2 separate regions of the Callithrix jacchus genome follow, and region 1 is linked to region 2. The links are chromatin contacts, called in public Hi-C maps. All regions are on one chromosome and are shown on one strand. Each heading gives the region's core, a stretch centred on a gene start, on an enhancer-like site or on the middle of the called end of the contact. The rest is flanking DNA. Distances are from core to core; before and after follow the strand shown. Region 1 overlaps RXRA (retinoid X receptor alpha). Region 2 holds the start of RXRA (retinoid X receptor alpha).

The links. Hi-C and Micro-C count contacts between places; a contact is called where the count stands out from the background.
Region 1: a contact with region 2 is called in a Hi-C map of skeletal muscle, with 4 times the contacts expected there. The contact joins the enhancer-like site here to the promoter of RXRA in region 2. A contact is called at or near these places in 2 of 3 Hi-C or Micro-C datasets (both in skeletal muscle).

The regions. Positions count from the first base shown.
Region 1 is chr1:182,994,974-182,998,337 of calJac240_pri, forward strand. RXRA (retinoid X receptor alpha) reads left to right here. Exons shown (of 11, transcript XM_078350648.1): 10 at 59-164; 11 at 2,382-3,364. The coding sequence ends at 2,529. It also overlaps the pseudogene LOC100895117. Among named protein-coding and RNA genes, the nearest start is that of RXRA, 110 kb to the left of the region's middle. Within about 2 kb of position 1,283, at least 11 of the 16 cell types and tissues checked have an H3K27ac peak or open chromatin away from gene starts, as enhancers often do. A contact at or near this core is called in skeletal muscle, where this site is marked.
Region 2 is chr1:182,888,739-182,892,166 of calJac240_pri, forward strand. It overlaps RXRA (retinoid X receptor alpha), which reads left to right and starts at 1,269. Exons shown (of 11, transcript XM_078350648.1): 1 at 1,269-1,478.

The DNA.
Region 1 (3,364 bases), core at 33-2,532, 110 kb after region 2:
AGGTGCCCAGGATGTGCCCCAGCTGAGGGTTCTGACTTGTGGCCTCTCCTCCTTTCAGACTCCAAGGGGCTCTCGAACCCGGCCGAGGTGGAGGCGCTAAGGGAGAAGGTCTATGCATCCCTGGAGGCCTACTGCAAGCAGAAGTACCCAGAGCAGCCGGGAAGGTGGGCCCCGCCCCCCACAGACCCCAGATCCGGGCTGTCTCCAGAGCCCCCACCCTCTGCAAGGCTGTTTTATGTGAATGAGAAGGTGGCAGCCTCCCCAGGCCCAGTCCTGGGCAGTAGGTCCTGAGCAGGCTCCGGGCCAGTGGCCGTGGTGAGCATGACCCACAGGTTCACGCCGTATGTATCCCTGCTGGAAGGATTACCTCAGACCTGGAGCGTAGTAGGTGCTTGTCTTTTTCTAGTAGGTAGATGAAGGCTGTGCTTCAACCCCCACCCAGTCCCCTGCCAAGCAGAACCACCAGAGGCCAGGCGACACCAGCACACAGTAGGTACTTCACAAGCATGTGTAGCCTAGATGGCCTGATGTTCACACGTAATAAACATTCTCTACAAGTGTGTACAGCATAGGTGACCATGGCCCCCTGGAGGAGTTCATTTTCCCCCCACCCGGCAGTGGGCCCCAGAAGGGCTGGGAGCCTCTCATCTCCAAGTCCACGTTGCTGGGTGCGCAGTAGGTGTCCAGGAAGAGAAACTTGTGGATTCCTGGGATTCAGAGTCAGCTCTCCAGAGTCTGCCCCTTCTCTCTAAAGAGGCTTCTCCCGGCCTCTTGATCCTCAGACTGTGGGCAAGGAGTGGGGTGAGGGGGGCCCCCAAACCCGTAGGACACCCAGGCCCTGGCGCCACCGGCACATACACAGTTAACCGTGTCCCCACTGCCTGCTCGGCCCTCATCTGGCTTGGTTTAAAGTGAAACTTCCCGGAGGACGAGGACAGGAGGGGGTGGCAGGCGGCTTGTTTTTCCTGGCTCTCTGCCCTGGCCCATCTCGCCAGCTCAGCAGAAAACAGCTTGTTCTCTGGCCCAACTCCAGCCTCTGCGTTGTTTTTGCCTTTAAAACAAGAACTGTGAGGCAGCCAACCACAGAGCTTTTCCCTGAAATAAAGACTTCGTTAATAATTAATGAGGTTCTGCAGCCCCTGGTGGGGCTGTGTGGAGAGACCCAGGTGGGCCCTGGGGCAGACATGGGCAGCCGGGAGGGACACCTGGCCCTGTCTCCACAGCACCCTGTCCTCTGTGGTAGCTGTTGCCCTCATGCCTGGCCCTCTGCACCCCTTCCCAGAGCCCCAGACTTCTCCCCTGCCTCCGCACTGGTCCCTGCCCCAGGAAACTCCCCAGGGGTGGGCCGGGCCCTGAGGAGCAACGCATGGTGCCTCCCTCCCTGCCAGTCTTCTCTGACCATGCTGTGCCCAACTCCAGAAGAGCTATTTCTGCTGAAGAGGTGGCCCTTGGTCTGGTGCCCGCAGTGCTGCATGAGGTGTGCTGGGGAGACACTCACGGGGTGCTGACACTTTATGGGAAGGGGCTTGCCTGGTACACGGCTCCCAGGTCAGGCCTGGCTCCCCCTGCAGTGGGGGCGCAGCCCGAACACCACCCCCCATGCCCTTTGACTTCTTGACTGCCTATCCAGTGCCCTGCCCATTCCTGCCACTCACCAGTGTGCTCAGCACCCCTTTCCCTCACAGGCCTTGCTGTCTCTTGCTGGGACGGCTACAGAAGCTGGAGGAGATGCTGATACGTCCACTCCTGCAACTCTCCCCTGCTGCAAATCCCGCTGACGGTCCCTGTGGCCCACATTTTTTCATTTTTTAGGACACAGTCTTGCTCTGTCGCGCAGGCTGGAGTGCAGTGGTGCGGTGGTAGCTCACTGCAGCCTCCACAGTCGGCTCTCAAGCGGGCCTCCCTGCAGGCGTGCACCACCAGGCCCAGCTACTTTTTTTCTCTTTTTGTTGTGTAGAGACACGGTCTCACTGTGTTACCCAGGCTGGTCTTGAACTCCTGGGCTCAAGCTGTCCTCCCACCTTGGCCTCTCAAAGTGCTGAGATTACGAGTGTGAGCTACCCAGCCGCCCACAATGTTTAACTCCTTTACTGAAGCTCTTCAGCGGGCCCCCACCCGCCGCTGTCTGGCCCCACCCCTCCTCTCTGTCCTCGGCCCCAGGGATCTCCCTTCACTCTCCTGGCTCTGGCTGCCGCCGCCTGTTTGCTTCTAGCCTCCCCTCCTTCCTTCTGGGGGCTTGGCACAGACAGGCCCTGGGCTACAGACCAGCTTCAGGGAGGTTGGGCTGTCAGACACAGCCCCATCCCCAGGGAGGCCTCCAGGTGCCACAACAGTACTGCCTGTGCCCCTTGCCTGGCCCTCACCGGACCCCTTCCCTGCAGGTTCGCCAAGCTCTTGCTCCGCCTGCCGGCTCTGCGCTCCATTGGGCTCAAGTGCCTGGAACATCTCTTCTTCTTCAAGCTCATTGGGGACACGCCCATCGACACCTTCCTCATGGAGATGCTGGAAGCCCCACACCAAATGACTTAGGCCTGCGGGCCCATCTTTCGCACCCGCCCAGTCCGGCCACTCCGCCTGGACGCAGCTGCTCTTCTCAGCCTGAGCCCTGACCCTGCCCTTCTCTGCCTGGCCTGTTTGGACTTTGGGGCGCAGCCTGTCACTGCTCTGCCTAAGAGATGTGTTGTCACCTCCTTATTTCTGTTACTACTTGTCTGTGGCCCAGGGCAGTGGCTTTCCTGAGGCGGCAGCCTGAGTGGCAAGAACTAGAATGAGCCCAGCCAGGCGCCTCCCCACCGGGCTCTCGGGACACTCTGCCACACCCCACGGGGCTTGGGTGGCTCACAGGGGTCTCCTGGCTCCGGGCCCAGGAGCTGCAGGAGTTGGGAACAGGGCCTCGGTTCCCATTGCTGTTGAGCGATGCTGGTTTTCAGAATTCCCGGGTGGCCCTCCTGTCTGGAGTGACGTCTTCGCCTGCCCATGACAGCTCCCCTTAATCAGGAGGAGGGGACAGCTGGGGGCACAGGCTGGCTCGTCATCAGCCAAGACCTCAGCCGCCTTGGGGATGAGAGGGGCCAGCAGGCTGCCCTGTGCTGTGAGTGAAGGGAGAGTAGCGTCTTTTTCCAAAGATAACTTGCGGTGTTGCCCTCGAGCCAACAAGAATATGAGCCGACCTCTGTGCAGGGTTTCAGGGCCACCTCCAGGCTGCAGGGACGGGTGTCACCCCCTTGGTTTTCTCTCTGCCTTGGTGTCCTGGCTTCAGACTCCCCCTTCCTGTTGAGACCGGAGTGCCTCGGTCCCTCCCCAGCCTGAGTCTTCTCGCTCTGCCAGGTGGGCTGAGGCCTGTCCTTGGTTCCTGTGGAGCTGG
Region 2 (3,428 bases), core at 19-2,518:
CACCTCCTCACCTCCCTCTCCATTAGCATCCCCTGACCCGGGCCACCACGTGCAGCCTGTGTGACTGGTCAGCCCCTGCGCTGCAAAGGGCCGGTCTCCAGCCCGGGCCCTTAGGTGCAGGCCGGCGGCGAGCTCGCGGTGGGGGCGCGGAGGGAGGGCGCGGCCCGGCGCCTGGGCGCCTGCTCAGGAAGGCTGGGCTTGGCGGCGCGCAGGTAGCTCACACCCAAACCCGAATTCCAGCCGCCCAAGACGGCGGGCCCGGCGGGCGGCGTGCGGCGCGGAGGAGGCCCGGGCTGTCCCGGGGCAGGAGTGCTTCCTTTCGTTTTCAAACAGATCGTGAATTTAAAAGTCAGGCGGAGAACTACCCAGGGTTTAAAAATAGCCGCCGGTCACAAAGTCTGCCCAACTCCGGGCAGCTCGTGCCCAGCCCGGTGCCTCTGAGCAGGAGTCCCAAGAGTTCCGGTCGGTGTGGAGCGGAGCCCCCTCCCCGGCCCGGTGGGCCCGGGAACCCCTCCGCCGGGGTAGGGCGTGAAAAGTCGGGGGTGGACCGGCGGGAGCGTCCGGAAGATGAAACCTTCCCCGGACCAGGAGCCCGTCCTCTGGCGTTGGAAGCTCATCGCCACTCCCGGGCCTCAGTTTCCCCAAGTGTCCGCCGGGGGGGAAGGGCGCGAGGCATGGGTGCCGCGGCCATCCCGCCCCGCTCTGCTCCCTACGGGGCCCGGCCGGGGTCCCCGTGCGGCCACCGCCCGGCCGCTTTGTGTGGCCGCGCAGACAATGGCCCGGCCGCTGGGCTCCCGGCCCGGCACTCCGCCTCCTCCGGGCCCCGTGCGTGCGAGTGTGTGTGTGCGCGAGTGTGCGCGCGAGTGTGTGGCGGGCCCGGGAGGGAGTTCTGCCCCGCCCCCGCCCCGCTCCCGCCGCGCCCCGCCCCCTCCCACGCCGCCTCCTCGCGGCTCCCGGGAACCCCTGGCAGAAGCGAACTCTCAAGTTTGCAGGGCGTTCGCAACTCTGCGGCCGGGCGGGTGGCCGGGCGGGCGGCGATCGCGGGGCGGCGGCGGAGGGGGGCGCGCTCCGGGCGGGGCAGGGAGGGAGGGGCGCGGGCCGAGCGGCGGCGGTGGCGGCGCTGCGCCGAGTCCGCGCCCGTCGCGGGCCCCCCGCCACCCCCCCGCCGGCGCCGCAGCGCCGCGGTCGGAGCGGGGCGCGGGCGCGCGGCGGCGGCGGGGGCGCGGGCCGGGCGCGCGCGGCGGCGGCGGCGGCGCGCAGACACAAGTAGTTTACATTGTTGGGCGACTTTTGCAACAACTCGCCGCGCCGCGGCCTCCGCGCGCCGCCGCCGCCGCCGCCGCTGCAGCCGCCGGCTCCCCGCCGCCCGGGCCCGGGCCGGCCGCGCCGGGGGCGCCGCGCCCGCCGCCCGCTGCCTGCGCCGCCGGCCGGGCATGAGTTAGCGGCAGACATGGACACCAAACATTTCCTGCCGCTCGGTGAGTGATCGCGGGGCCGGGCGGGGACCGGGCCGGGGCCGGGGCCGGTGGCGGGCTGGCGGGCTGGCGGGCGGGGGCCCGGGCGCGTGGGCGGCGCGCGCGGAGTCGCCGGCCCGGGTCCCACTCGGACCCCGCGCCGACCTTGGCGAGAGTTAGCGCGCCGGGCCGGGAGGAATCGACCCGGGGCAACTTTTCCCGGGGCCCGGGCGGGGAGGGGCGGGGAGGGGCGAGGGCGGCGGCGGCCCCCAGCCCGCGCGGGGCCGCTCACTCGGCCGGGGAGCGGGGTTGGGCAGCGGGCGGGCTGCAGGTTCGCCCGGGACCAAGAGGGGTCTCCGCGTCACCGGCGGCCGCCTGCGCCCCCGGCCCCAGGCAGCCCCGGCGCCCAGCTGCAGCCGGGCCGCGCAGGAACCCGGCCGGGGCGGGAGGAGCAACTTCTGCGCTCCGCGGCTCCGGCCTCCCCGGCCTGGGCACCCGGACGGCGCGCTGGGCCGGGAGCGGCCTCTGCGCCGCCCGCCGGTAGGGCTGCCGCTTCCATCAGGCCGCTGGCCCTTGGGCTTGCGTCCGCCCAGGAAACAGACTGGGACCCTGTTACCCCAAAGCAGCCCACGCCCGGGTGGGCATGGTCCCCTGGGGGCTGCATGAACAGAACGTCAGACCTGGGAAGGCCCCATTCCAGAAAGGGGGCCGCTCACTCTGGCACCCCCTCGTGTTCTCCCAGGCTGGCTCTCGGTTCGTGAGCCGGACAGCCCAGAGGCTCGGAGGCTCAGTTTTCCCCCTCCTGCTGCCGTTCCCCCGCCCGGTGGCTTCCTATCCCAGACTGCCCGCCAACTCCAGGCCCAGACCTACCGAGGAGGAGGAGAGGGCACGGCTGGGGCCCCCACCCATTGCTCTCCCAAGGGTTTGGAAGCTAGTGAGAAGGGGGAGACTTTATAAATGAGCTCCGGGAAGGATATTAATTTGGTGGTGGGACGGCAGCCAGGCTGTCAGGCTGGGTGAAGGATTTGTGCTGAATGGAAATTAAAACAGCTGATTATGAATGAAGCCTCGCCATCCACAGCCCCTCCTGCTCACCGACCATGCAGCCCTGGGGTCAGCTTTGCCACCCCAGGAGGTACTCAGAAGCCAGGGTAGCTGCAGGGATGTTTAGTGAGATGGGGGCATGAAGGGGAGCCAGCCTGGACCTAGCCCGTCCTGGGTGTGGGGGTGAGGGTCTGAGTACCTCTGGCTGTAACAGGCAGGGGTGCTGACCCAGGACCCGGGGAGGGGGTGGGTTCCAGGTTTGTGAGACCTAACACTTACTCCCTGACTCTGTCATGATGGAGTGGCAGGCTCGAGGCCTTGAATGAACTCCAGGGCTCAGCCTCCAGGACTGGGCACTCATGCCCATTTTGCAGATTTGAAAACTGGCTGGGAGAGGCTGAGCCCCAGGATACAAAGTGGTGGGTTTGGGATTGGCACCCCCAGTTCGTAGAACTGCTGAGTGTGAGCGGTAGGGAAAGCTGACTGTGATGGCCTATGCTGGCAGGTGGGCTGCGGTGGCTGTCCCCTCATTAAAGCTTTGCACTCACGCGTGTGCACGCGCACAGAGCTAGGCTCTCCCAGACGATTTCTCTGGAACAAGGAATTCCTCAGCTCAGTCTCTGTCTCCTGGGCATGGCAGGGACCTGGCTGGTTGCACTTCAGCTGAGTACTGAGAACCTAATAAGTCCGTATTTCCAATGCCCTGGGTGGGACAGGGACAGTCCATGGAGTTGGTGTATGTGGGGCAAGGGAGCAAGGGTGCCCATTCCTCAGGGTGGCTTGCTGGAGTCCCTGTGAGGAGGAGAGGCCGTGCCTCGAAGCCAGTGCCTCAGGGACCTCCCTGGGCACTTCCCTGCCACAAGAAAGCTGGGAGTCCTCTTCTTGGAGGCCCATGGCCTCCCAGGCAGCCCACGCCCCAGGGCTGAGCAG